Regions from separate parts of the Canis lupus genome. Here region 1 is linked to region 2. A link is a contact called in public Hi-C data. All regions are on one chromosome and are shown on one strand. The core of a region is the stretch at or near the end of the contact, and the rest is flanking DNA. Distances in the headings are between cores, read along the strand shown. Region 1 holds the start of SEPHS2 (selenophosphate synthetase 2). Region 2 holds the start of PRR14 (proline-rich protein 14).

Region 1 (7,079 bases), core at 3,954-6,453, 150 kb after region 2:
CCTTGTACAGCTTACAGACTAGTGGCGCAAACAGATAATTGTGGCACAATCACATGAATAAAGAATTACAAACTCTCCTAAATGCTGAGAGGAGAAAGTCCAAAGAAGAGAGAGCATACAGAGGCACCTGATCTAGTCACTTTTTAACCCAGGTGAGGGAACTACAGACGTAATGGAGTGTTTTCATTTTTCCCTTAGTGATAGGAAGATCCTTCACAGGTACAATATACTAAAGATTTTGCAAAACAAGTTTCATAGTTGAGATTTTTATATGATCCTTATACCATATCCTAGGCAGAAATGATGACCTTCATTTGACAGAAGTGGAAACTAAGGTGTAGAGAGGCTATATCACCTCTTCAAGGGCAGATAAGTTCACTGACAACAAATCCAAAGGTCAGACAAAATCCAAAGGTCTTCTTTTCATCTCTTGTTTTCCATTCTTTCCTTTTTCCTTCAGTATTTTAAATTCTGAAGTATATAACATTTTCTTTTTTTAAGATTTTATTTATTCATTCATGAGAGATACAGAAAGAGGCAGAGATACAGGCAGCTCCCCTGCTGGGAGCCTGATGTGGGACTCCATCCCAGGACCCCAGGATCATAACCCAAGCCAAAGGTAGATGCTCAACCACTGAGCCACCCACGTGTCCTGATTTTCTTTTTTTTGATGTTGAAATACAGCTTACAAAAAGAGCATAGGAAAACAGATACGAAAAAAAAATTATAATAAAAATAAATAAATAAATAAATAAATAAATAAATAAAAAAGAAAGAAAAGAAAACAGATACGTATGGTTTAAAGAACATCATGTAACTACAACCCAGCCCAAGGAACAGAACTTAATGTAGCCCAGATCCCCTCTGCACTCTTCCCCAGAAGCAATCCCTATGCTAAATTTTGTTAATCATTCACTATTACTTTTTTAGAAGTTTTTATCATTTTGCATCTCTTATCAATATATTATTGCTTTGCCTGGTGTTGAACTTTATATAAAGGGCATCTTAGTTTACGTATTCTTCTGCAACTGGCTTCTTGCTCCCAACATCTTGTTTTTGAGATTACTGATATTGATGATGCCTAGGCCTATGATTCATTTTCATGGGTGAACAATATTCTGTTGTGTAATTATACCACAATCCGCTTATGCGTTCCCTATTAACAGACAGATGGGTTATTTCCAGTATTCCAATGTTACACTCCTCTTTTTCTTTAGGAAGACAAATGGATTTGTTTTTACAAAAATTTTCCAAGATGGGGATCCCTGGGTGGCGCAGCGGTTTGGCGCCTGCCTTTGGCCCAGGGCGCGATCCTGGAGACCCGGGATCGAATCCCACGTCGGGCTCCCGGTGCATGGAGCCTGCTTCTCCCTCTGCCTGTGTCTCTGCCTCTCTCCCTCTCTCTTGGTGACTATCATAAATAAATAAAAATTAAAAAAAATTTTTTTCCAAGATGTTATAAGTTTTGTGAATTTAAATTCCAGCCACTCCATCTACCTTAATAGTGGTGTGTGATGATAGATTCTGTTTTTTATGGTAAGCTCACCATCAGCCAGGAACTGTGTTAGGTGTTTTACACACATTTTAAAATTTAACTCTCAGAAACACTCCCATCTGGTATCTATCATTATCTTCAGGTGAAAGGACTATTTTATAGGTAGTGAAACTAGGGTTCCTAGAGGTTAGATAATTTGTCCAAGGTCATTAGGAGAGCCAAGACTGCAACTCAGTCTAATTTTAACATTTGAGTTTCTTCCAATTTAATCCATGCCTTCTTAACACTGTATTGCAGAACAATAAAAACCAAATGTAATGACTTACTGTAAGAGCTATAAGTATCCTTATGTTTTTTTTTCTATTTTTAATTGTGCCAAAATACATATGACATAAAATTTTCCACCTTGCCTTTTTTAAGGGTACAGTTCAGTAGTGTTAAGTACCTTCACATTGTTGCATAATCAATATCCAGAGCTCCTACATTCTTGCACATGTCTCTTGGGGCACCTTTGCAAGAGTTTCTCTAGGGCGTGTTTTATGGGTAGAATTGCTGGGGAGTTCCACCTATGTGTGGAATGCATAGGTTTGCACATGTTGATTTAATCAGTTAAGGCCAAACTCTTTTACAAAATGGTTGCACCAATTTATAGTTCCATAGGCAGGATTTTTTTTTTAAGTATGTAATACACTCAAATATTTTTTCAAAATTTTAAGTTCAGGGGATCCCTGGGTGGCTCAGCGGTTTGGTGCCTGCCTTTGGCGCAGGGCATGATCCTGGTGTCCCGGGATCGAGGCCCATGTTGGGCTCCTTGCATTGGAGCCTGCTTCTCCCTCTGCCTGTGTCTCTGCCTCTGTGTTTGTGTATGTCTCTAATGAATAAATAAATAAAATCTTAAAAAATAAAATAATAAAAAATTTAAGTTCCAAATGTTAAAGGAGCAAAAAGACATCATAATGAATAATCTCTCGTCCCCAGCCACCTTATTCCTCCCCAGAGGCAATCAATTCACTGGTTTCTGGTGATTATCCTCCAAGAGATATGTTATTGCATATATTTCCCCCTTTTACAACAAATAATAGTATTCTGTAAATACTGCTCTGAACCGTGCTTATTTCTCTTAACAAACATCATAAGCAATATAACCTGGTGGTCTTTGTTTTTTGCTTTTTTTAAACAAAGATTTATTTATTTATTCATGAGAGACAGAGAGAGGCAAAGACACAGGCAGAGGGAGAAACAGGCTCCAGGCAGGGAGCCTGACATGGGACTCCAACCCCGGTTTCTAGGATCACACCCTGGGTGGAAGGCGGTGCTAAACCGCTGAGCCACCGGGGCTGCCCAGCTTTGTTTTTGTTGTTGTTGTTGTTGTTGTTTTTTAAGATTTTATTTATTTATTAATGAGAGACACAGAAAGACGTTAAGACACAGATGGAGGGAGATACAGGACTGGATTCCATGATCTCAGGATCATGCCCTAAGCTGAAGGAAAACACTCAACCACTGAGCCACCCAGGAGCCCCTAGCCTGGTGGTCTTTGGAACAAATTGCTTGGATTCATATCCAGCTTTCCATATTCTAAACTGGGTGTGAAAAAAATAAAAATAAAAATAAAAATAAAAATAAAAATAAAAATAAATAAACTGGGTATGACCTTGAGTGGGTCATTTAATCTCTCTGCATTATATTCTTTATCTGCAAGATGTGGAAAGAATCTTAACTCAAAGGTTTTTATAAGAACTAAGGTAATATAAAAAAAGAACTAAGTTAATATACTAAAGCATTTAGAACTGTGCTTCTTAGAATTGTAACTATTATCAATATAATTACATCAGTGTTTTCTCATTCTGTTTTAAAGTTGCTTGGGTAGTCTATTACATAATTATACCACAATTTATTTTAATCATAATTGATAAAACATTTAAGTTGTTTCCAGCATGTTGATATTACAAACAACACAGAAAAACAAAACAAAACAAGACAAACCTATCATTTCCTACACATAGCTGGTGAGTACATCTGTAGTGTAAAATCCTAGAATTGGAACTGCTGAGTCAAAGGTATTATGTGCAGTTTTTATTTATTTATTTATTTAAAAAATTTTAATAGGATTTTTTTAAAGATTTATTTATGATAGACACACACACACACACACACACACACACAGAGGCAGAGACACAGGCAGAGGGAGAAGCAGGCTCCATGCAGGGAACCCGACGCGGGACTAGATCCCGGGACTCCAGGATCGCGCCCTGGGCCAAAGGCAGGTGCCAAACCGCTGAGCCACCAGGGATCCCCTTACTTTCTAATTAAAAAAAAAAAAAAAAGATTTTATTTATTTATTCATGAGAGGCAGAGAGACAGAGAGGCAGAGACACAGGCAGAGGGAGAAGCAGGCTCTCTGCAGGGAGCCCAACGTGGGACTCGATCTCGGGTCTCCAGGATCAGGCCCTGAGCTGAAGGTGGCGCTAAACCGCTGAGCTACCCGGGCTGCCCTGTAGTTATAATCTTAATAGATATTGGCAAATTGTTCATAATGGATCCATCACAGATTCTTATATATACTAATTTAAAGAGATACAGAAATTTTAGAATTTCTGAGCTTGGGTGGCTTAGCGGTTGGGCGTCTGCCTTCAACTCAGATTGGGTCCTGGTATCCTGGGATCCAGTCCCACATGGGTCTCCCTGCATGGAGCCTGCTTCTCCCTCTGCCTATGTCTCTGCTTCTGCGTGTGTGTCTCTTATGAATAAATAAAATAAAATATTTTTTAAAAAAGAAATTTTAGAACAAAACAAGGTAAGCCACTTTGTTGTCCAGATGAGTGAACTGCTGCGGGGGGAGGGGGAGGGGGGAGGAAAGTGACTCACACGGGCAGTTAGTGGTAGACGCAAGAGTCTTAAAAGACTTTAGGATCATATTTTTAAAACGTAATCTCTACCCCCAGTGTAGGGCTGGAAGTCACGACCCTGAGATCTAGAGTCGCATGCTCTTCCGACAGAGCGAGCCAGCCCGAGTTTTAAAATTCCTTCAAATCCATTTTAACATTTCATTATTTTGATGCTAAGCTTTGCTTGCTTGATGGTAGTAACTTAATATCTAATTTCTCATTATTCTGAGATTTCTTTTTTTATTTTATTTTATTTTATTTTATTTATGATAGTCACACAGAGAGAGAGGCAGAGACATAGGCAGAGGGAGAAGCAGGCTCCATGCACCGAGAGCCCGACATGGGATCTCCAGGATCCCGCCCTGGGTCAAAGGCAGGCGCCAAACCGCTGCGCCACCCAGGGATCCCTAACTTCTCATTATTCTTTCCGAATTTTTCCCTGGGCTCTTTTTCTCTCCTGGACTGGTCACGAGCGCAGTCAAACGACCCGTGGACAATTCTGCCCTACGGGAGATCTGCCAAGCGACCGATCTTCTTTATATTCGAAACTGCCCTTGGTAAACTGCCTCTAGGGGAGCAGATTCCGCCAGCCACTCCCAAGAGATCGTTTAAATTACATCTAGGGGAGCGAACCCAAGCACTTGCGGGTAATCTCTCCCCGACCAATTTCGCAAGCTGCTGGTTGATTTGTAATTTAGCTTTTAGACCAAAGGAAGCCCGCCTCTCGGTAGCGGAGTCGTCATTGGCTAGCACGGCTGTCAATCAGCGGGGCTATAAGTAGGGGGAGGCCGGCAGCTCCTCCCTCAGGAAGGCCAGGAGCGCGCGGGGTGGCGTGAGTCCGGTGGCGCGAGTCGTGCCGGGGAGAATCTCTGCGGTAATATCTGTTAGTCCGTAGTAACTGGAGTAGAAGATACAAGGGCGCTCCCCTCCTCTCTCCTCTTCCCTCCCTGCGGGGCAGGCGCGATGGCGGAAGCCGCGGCGACGGGCGCCGGCGGCGAGGTGGCGGCGGCGGCGGAAGGCTCGGGCTCCGCGGGCTTGTCTCTGGGCCGGGGCTTCTCGAGCTACCGGCCCTTCGAGCCCCAGGCGCTGGGCCTCAGCCCCAGCTGGCGGCTGACGGGCTTCTCCGGCATGAAGGGCTGAGGCTGCAAGGTCCCCCAGGAGACGCTGCTCAAACTCCTGGCGGGACTGACGCGGCCAGAAGTGCGGCCCCCTCTGGGCCTGGGCCTGGTCGGAAGCCATGAAGAGGCGGCCCAGGAAGGCGGCGTGCCGGCCGGGGCGGATCCCAACCCCACCTTTCCAGCCCTGGGCATCGGGATGGACTCCTGCGTCATCCCCCTGAGGCACGGGGGCCTGTCCCTGGTGCAGACCACGGACTTCTTTTACCCCTTGGTGGAAGATCCCTACATGATGGGGCGCATAGCGTGTGCCAACGTGCTGAGTGACCTCTATGCCATGGGCATTACTGAATGTGACAACATGTTGATGTTACTCAGCGTTAGCCAGAGTATGACTGAGGAGGAACGAGAGAAGATAACACCCCTTATGATCAAAGGCTTTCGCGACGCTGCTGAGGAAGGAGGGACTGCAGTGACTGGCGGACAGACAGTGGTAAACCCTTGGATTATTGTCGGTGGGGTTGCCACTGTGGTATGTCAGCCAAATGAATTCATCATGCCTGACAGCGCCGTTGTTGGGGATGTGCTCGTGTTAACCAAACCCCTAGGAACCCAAGTTGCTGTTAATGCCCACCAATGGCTAGATAACCCTGAGAGATGGAATAAAATAAATATGGTGGTCTCCAGGGAAGAGGTAGAGCTGGCTTATCAGGAAGCCATGTTCAATATGGCTACCCTGAACAGAACTGCTGCTGGATTAATGCACACGTTTAATGCACATGCAGCCACAGATATCACCGGTTTTGGCATTCTGGGACACTCTCAGAACCTTGCAAAACAACAAAGAAACGAGGTGTCCTTTGTTATTCATAATCTGCCAATCATCGCCAAGATGGCTGCCATCAGCAAGGCCAGTGGGCGCTTTGGGCTCCTTCAAGGAACCTCAGCGGAAACTTCTGGTGGATTGCTGATTTGTCTGCCAAGAGAACAGGCAGCTCGCTTTTGTTCTGAAATAAAATCTTCCAAGTATGGAGAGGGTCACCAGGCATGGATCGTCGGTATTGTGGAAAAGGGAAACCGGACAGCCCGGATTATTGACAAGCCTCGAGTTATTGAGGTCCTACCTCGTGGGGCCACTGCTACTGCTCTTGCTCCTGACAATTCCAATGCCTCCTCTGAGCCTAGCTCGTGAGATGGAATAGCAGAAGTTGTTTGGACCTTAGAGCCTTTGTACGCAATCATGAATGATTCTCAAAACGTTATTTTAAGAAGAAATTTCCAAAGAAGGCTGCCTGCATAGTAGTTCCAGCTGCCCTTTCGAGGTGATTTGAATCAGCCCATCACAAGCTGCACATTCCAAGGCCAGAAGTAACATTTGGGACTTCAGGGGGAGATTTGTTCATCTTGTATGTGGAAGAGGAGCAGAAAAACCTCTGTTCTTTCCAAGAGCAGGATGAGGCTATTCTATTCTAGTTTGAGGGATTTTTCTTGGCACTGGGTTGATTCATGTCTGCACAGGGAGTTAGGTTATGTATTAAAATTACATACACACCAAAAGAGGTAAATTGCAAAATGATTTAG
Region 2 (6,308 bases), core at 1,887-4,386:
AAAATGCTGTTCTCCTTGCTCTGAGCAAAATCTACCCCAGCTGAACCCCTGACATCCTTACCCCAAAATTCTCATACCTCAGCCAGGGGTCTTGGGCTAGCAATGTCTTCTAGCATCACCACCAGAGTGGGCTGGGGGACCCAGTCCTCCTTTTCTGAAGGGCCCTCCTCTGGGCCATGGGTTGTCCTTGATCGCCGCTTCAGAGTAGAAGGCCGGTGGATGCGGCTCAAGGGCTCTCGACATAAGTGCAGTGGGTCAGGAGACCTAGAGAGAAAACAGAAAGATCAGAGGGGCTCAGTTATGCCCCTAGTTTACCCTTCAACCTGCCATACTCACCTGGTCTGTGAGGACCATGTGGCCTGTTGGGGTGGTGAAGCAGGTGGCTGGCTTTGGATAGAATCCCGCTGGTTGCTGCGGTGCCGTAGGGTGGTAGTCTCTTCTTGGGGCACCAGGGGAACCTAATTGAGAAGGAAGTGTCAAGAGCAAGGTGATGAAATGAGATGGGACAGGACAGGACCTCACTGAACCTAACAGTGCCGTATGCCACAAAAGTGATAGAGATTGTGGCTAGAATTCACTTAAGAACCCAAAGAAATGAGTTGAACGGAATCAGTTCCAGGGCCAGATATTATAGTGTCCTGAGCTGCAGTAATCTCACCCAGGCTGTTTGGAGAAATGAAAAGGAGTGACCTTAGGTGAGTCACTGCCCTATTTTGGGCCTGTTTTCCTAACCTGTGCAATGGAGCTAAAGACCTCAGCCTGCTTCCCAAGAATAGCTTGGAAGTTGGGCTGGGGAAGAAAGCAAGGGTTTCTCATACTTAGAGAGTTGTAGCCATGTGGTTCTATGCCCAACACGGTTGATGGCGGGGAATGGGCACTAGAGACCCTGTCCAAATATAGGTAGATTCAGCAAGAGCCAAATAGAACTCTAGCATTAGGGAGGCTGCCTGAGCAATGGGTGTGAGAATGAGGTATCTGGATCTCAACTATCCTCATTAGTGATCTGGTCTGACTTTGATACTGAAGAGGGGACCAGAGGGAGGAAGGAGGCCTCTCAGTTCAAGGGGCTCACCATGTGGGCAGTCATAACATCTTCCAGCACCACAGCCAGGACCCTCCGAGAGGCCTTTTCCAAAGGTGAAGGGGCCGCCAGAGACTGCAGTCTCGGCCGTTTGGGGCTCCTGGCTCCCCATAGTACTCGAGCCAGGGGCTGGCGGCACAGACGTGGCCGGCCAGGTGGGCTGGAGGATGAGAGAAGCAGAGGACGGTCGCCTGAGACTGTCGTTGGCTCTGTGGTTTCCCCGGTACGGCCGCCAGGCTCCCCGTTTCCCGTGCTCAAGACAGGCGGGCGGGGTGCGCTCTCACCTCGAGTCCCCGGGCAAGTCCATGGGGAAAGCGGCGGCTCCGGGGAGTCCCTGGGGGATCCCAGGCTGCAGCCTGGGATGGGGAGGGGGAGCGGGGGAGCGGGGAGTGAGGGCCAGTCCCTCCCCAGGGGCTCCGCCCTTCAATGGTCAGCCCGCCGCTCCGGGTAGCCCATGGGCCAGAGCCCTAGGGAGTGAAAGGGCGCCCCCGGCTGGCCGCCTGGAGCGGGTGTCTTCCCGCTGCCGTCGCCCGAGATTAGTGGATCACCCGCGCACCCGGACTGGCACTTGCCAGGAGAACCTGGCTTGCAGTGGCCCCGGTTCTCCCACGGCCCGAGCTTCTGGGGCCTTTGTCCCCGCAGAATCCGCCCTGAGATCCCCCAGGATCAGCTGGGATCCCGGTCCTGAGAGGCTCACTTTCCGCCGGGTCCCTCTGCAATCCTCATCCACGGCCAGCGAGTGGCCAAGAACTCCGAAGCAATACTCCCACACACTGACGGTGCCCCCCGCCCCACGGATCCCTTAGACTGGATCCCTGCGGAAAGAATCCTACAGCCCGGTTGCTCCAATCAGACGCCGCGAGGATCTTCCTCTCCCTGTGAGTTTGGGCTCCGCAAAGCTCCACTCAGACAGGGGCAGCCCGAGCCTGAGCATCACGAACTCGGTCCGGATCCCCAGGGATCCACTGTCAAGCAGATACCCCCTTCACTCCAATCCGGGGAGGTCCCGCCCACAGACCCTCTCCTTCCCCCCTCCCCGGCTCCCCACCCAGCGCTCTCCCCAGCCCAGGACCAGATGGTTCAAATGTTTCCTTCCCTCCCTCCTCCCGCCCTCTCTCCAGCCGCTCGGTGCCCTCCTCCGCGCGCCGCTCACCGCCGCCTCCCGCGGATCCCGGGTCTTCGACGGCTCCCACCTCCGGCTCCTTTAAAACCAGCCTTAGCCAGCACTGCCCAACCGCCGAGGGCCTTCTTCTCGCAGCCCTCGGGCACCGCCCAATCGCCGGTCCCCGTCTTCCGGAGTGGTGAGAAACTAAGTGAAGCCACCTGGCAGCCATCTTCCCTAGGGGCAAGAAGCCAAATTGGGCAGCGCTGCCATTATAGCTGAGGGCAGGTAGCTCTGTCCTCGATGAACCGAAGTGGACCGGATGGTGTCATTTTCTGAAGGCCAGTCAGTGGCCGAAGACTAGACCAAGTTTCTTGAGCTACTGAGGCAGCTGTAGTGAATAGAGTGCCGCCACGTTTTTTAAGGGCATCTTCCGGTTCTTTGGTTCTTAGGTTAATAAACGTGAGCTGAATACTAACGACATGTGAAATTCCCAATTTCCTAGAGAGGCCTCACTGAGAGCGATTCTGCTACCCTCCGGGAATCCTCGAGTCCCCCCAAGGCGCTGAGATGTGGGGGGAGGGACTAAGAACCTGAGACTAGGGATAGTGCCGCCTCCGGCTCCAGGGTTTGAGCGATGTACCGAAGAGACTGAGCGGAGCCGAAATTGGGAAGAGGCTGGGGACATTGACCTTCCCGGAGGTGTGGGGGTTTGTGCGGCCCGCGCCGAGGGCTCAGTATAGGGGCGACATCGCAGGGGATCAATAACCACCTTGGCGTGCTCGGTGGTGTCCAGCGCCTTCCTCTCTGTTCCAGGTTCCCACGAAGCCAGTGTCAAGGGAAATAGTCCTTAGTAACAGTACTACTACTACTACTAGTCCTTAGTAGTAAGGGATCGGGGATGGAATCGAGCTGCTTGAGAGGCTGTATCATGCAACCTTTACCTGGAGCCAGACTACTGGTGGCGAGGAAGTGGGGATGTAGTAGCTTCTTGCACGGTGAAGGCACCTTCACCGCCGAACCAGAGGCTGTGCTTCCACTAATACCCAGAATTCTCCTATCCCAGAATTCCCTGTACTTACTTTCTTGGTGGAACAGGAAAGCCTGAAGCCTAGAATCCTGGGTCTGTGGGATGAGGGTGCCGAGTACCCAGCCAGTATAATTCTCTCTTCTGGGACTTAGTGATAAAAATGACACAGAGAGGATGATATAGAAAGAGCAGAATCAGGGGTGGCTCACCCAGAATCCCTGGGTGGCTCAGTGGTTTGGCGCCTGCATTCGGCCTATGGCGTTATTCTGGGGTTCGCGGATGGAGTCCCGCATCCGACTTCCTGCATGGAGCTTGCATCTCCCTCTGCTGTGTCTCTGCCTCTCTGTGTGTGTCTCTCTTTCTTTAAAAAAAGAAAGAAAAAGAATCAGCAAGGTGGTGTGGAAAATGAAGACTCCCCAACTCTGAAGCAAGGATTCATCCAGATAGCTCTCTCAGGATTACAGCCAACTCTCTTCCTAAGGCCTGCTGGGTCCTCTGGAAATCCATGATAAGACTTCTGATGAGAGTAGGTGGCAGCTCTTCCAGCTAGAAGTGTCCTCTCTCCCTTGGATTCCTGCTGGCTTTATGGGGCTTGAAGATGTTCCTTAGGGGTACAGAGATGCATCCAGCTGTGAGTGCTTGGAGAACCTTCTCAATCTTGATAAGCTGAGAGCCCCTCTGTAGGCTCTCACTTCCCTGTTGTTGGTTTTTTTTTTTTTTTTAAGATTTTATTCATTTATTCATGACAGACACACACACACAGAGAGGCAGAGACAGGCAGAGGGAGAAGCCGGCTCCATGCAGGGAGCCCGATGTGGGACTCGATTCCAGGTCTACAGGATCACACCCTGGGCTGAAGGCAGCACTAAACTGCTGGACCACCAGGGCTGCCCTCACTTTCCTGTTTGAACAGGTGCCTCTCAAGCCTCACAGGGCAAGAAAAGCTCCCAAGAGCAGAACATGCCTAATCAGAGTTTTGATTCCCTGGGTCTCCTGAAGAAGTCAATACCAAGGACAAAGGATGTAGCCTAAGCAAAGGGCCAGGGCCTGGGCCTGAGAATCTAGTAGGGAAGGCGTAGCCCTAAGACCCTAAGGTGGGGTGATGAATTTGATTTCATCAAATTGGAGTCTAATGTAGACTGTGATGTCTTCGCTCTAAGCCCAGGCCACAATGTTGAGCCTAATAGCCTTATGGTCTCACCTCTGCCTTCTTTGTGACTACCATTTCAACAACTCTTACCTTACCTACCACCTGTGTACACACTCTAGGGCATGGCCAATGTATGCTGATCCAGTGGCAAGAGGTCCCACATAGCTCCCAGTGGGGCAGGTGATGTGGCTGGAAGTTGCCACATGGATGTATCATTCTCCAGAAACTCTGGGCCGCTTTAGACCTGGGCCTCCCATCTGCTTAACCATTCCTGGCCTCAGTGGCCTAGCTTGTAAAATGGGAACAATAAACTTTGTCATGTCTATTTCAAAATAGACTTGAAAGATCAAGATCAAATGAGAAGACACATCTGAATGTGCCTGGTAAATTCTCAGGCCACAGGTAAAATTCAAATGACAAAACTACCTCTTCTTTCTCTCAGTACCCTATCCCTTCTGGCCCTTGGGCCAGCTCTGCTCAGTACTTTTGTCTGCAGAAGCCTCTAGGCTGAGCTCCAGATCAGCCACGGTGAGGTGGGTTGTGGCTTCAGGGTATTGGGAGGGGTGGGATGGTCAGCTACTGCACCTTTGCTAAGAACCACCTCTGAAAAATGACAGGAAGCTTTGAGTTTGGGTTGCTGTTCTGGTTGGCATCAACTATTTAACAAGATTTCAACACCTACATGCTATGCCTGGGGATAGACAGGTGCTTATCTCGGGGAGGTTGGAGTTTACCTCCCTGCTCACAAAATTGCCACCGGCTCTGCTACTTCCCACAGCTTCAGCCCGCTCCCCCTTAAAGGATTTTTGTCAGTCAGGTGTCAGCAATTCCTGACCAATTTAATTCCCCAGGTGAGGAGCTTTCAAGATCCACCTCTGGGGGCTTTCCAGTCTGGTTAGCTGCTGTGAGTTGCTAGAATTTGTATTGGTCTGAGAAAGCTGGTTCTGCCTCTGATCTAACTCTGCTTCCCCAGTTAGAGCCACCTCCACCAGTTCTGTACTTGCATCCTTTAAAAATTTTTTTTTTAATTTTTTTTTTTTGATGGAGAGATGATAGGAAGGAGTCAAGGTTAGAAGAACTGAAGAGTAAAGTGATAGGGCTTATGGTGAGGATGTTGGAGGAGGGGAGAAATTTGGGGAAGTAGTAGAATCTATCTATATATAAAATCTTTATTTGAGAGAGAGTGTGAATACACAAGCAGGGGGAGAAACAGAGGGAGAGGGAGAAGCAGGCTCCCTGTGGAGCAGGGAGCCCAATGCAGAACTCAATCTCAGGACCCCGGGATCATGATCTGAAGCAAATGGAGAGCACCCAGGCTCTCCTCTGTGTGTGTGTGTGTGTGTGTGTGTGTGTGTGTGTGTGTATGAGGCAAAACTAATTTATAATGTTAGAAATTAGACTACTGGTTACCCTTGGGAAGGACAGTGACCAGAAGGTGCATGGGAGGGTCTAGAGTGCTAGAAATGTTTTGGTTTCTTGATCTGGGTACTGGGATGTGGGCGTATTCACTGAGCTTAAAATTCATTGTGCTTATACTTAAGAATTGCGTGCTTTTTTGTATTATATTATTCTTTAAAAATTAAATAATGTACATCTCAGTATGTAAGCACTTGGGGAGGTCTTTGGCAGAAGATTTAGTGAAATAGTCAAAATGAAGTCATCGCATGCTTGCATCTACATACAGGAGTTCTACAAATTCAGCAGATACAAACTCAGACTGTCACAGATGGGTTGCACTGGTGACTCAAATTCAAGTGTGGCCATCTGTGCCATGATTTTTCCAAAATGACAGACAATTCTTGGTGAAATTCCAAACAAAACAAAATACAATCTTCCCTTGATATACACAGGTGTCTGCCTCTCTGGAAAAGTCAGGATTAAAACTGTACTGGTTTTTAGGAATGCCTGGGTGGCTCATGGGCTGAGCATCTGCCTTCAGCTCAAG

Evidence for each region. A called contact is a pair of places that touch in the nucleus more often than the background predicts.
Region 1: a contact with region 2 is called in a Hi-C map of blood, with 1.6 times the contacts expected there. The contact joins the promoter of SEPHS2 here to the promoter of PRR14 in region 2. A contact is called at or near these places in 2 of 9 Hi-C or Micro-C datasets (both in blood).

What each region holds. Positions count from the first base shown.
Region 1 is chr6:17,824,196-17,831,274 of UU_Cfam_GSD_1.0, forward strand. It overlaps SEPHS2 (selenophosphate synthetase 2), which reads left to right and starts at 5,204. Exons shown (of 1, transcript NM_001114736.1): 1 at 5,204-7,079. The coding sequence starts at 5,347. The coding sequence ends at 6,690.
Region 2 is chr6:17,677,141-17,683,448 of UU_Cfam_GSD_1.0, forward strand. PRR14 (proline-rich protein 14) reads right to left here and starts at 3,137. Exons shown (of 13, transcript XM_038539800.1): 1 at 2,956-3,137; 2 at 2,235-2,420; 3 at 1,366-1,437; 4 at 1,073-1,241; 5 at 337-458; 6 at 78-264. The coding sequence starts at 1,388.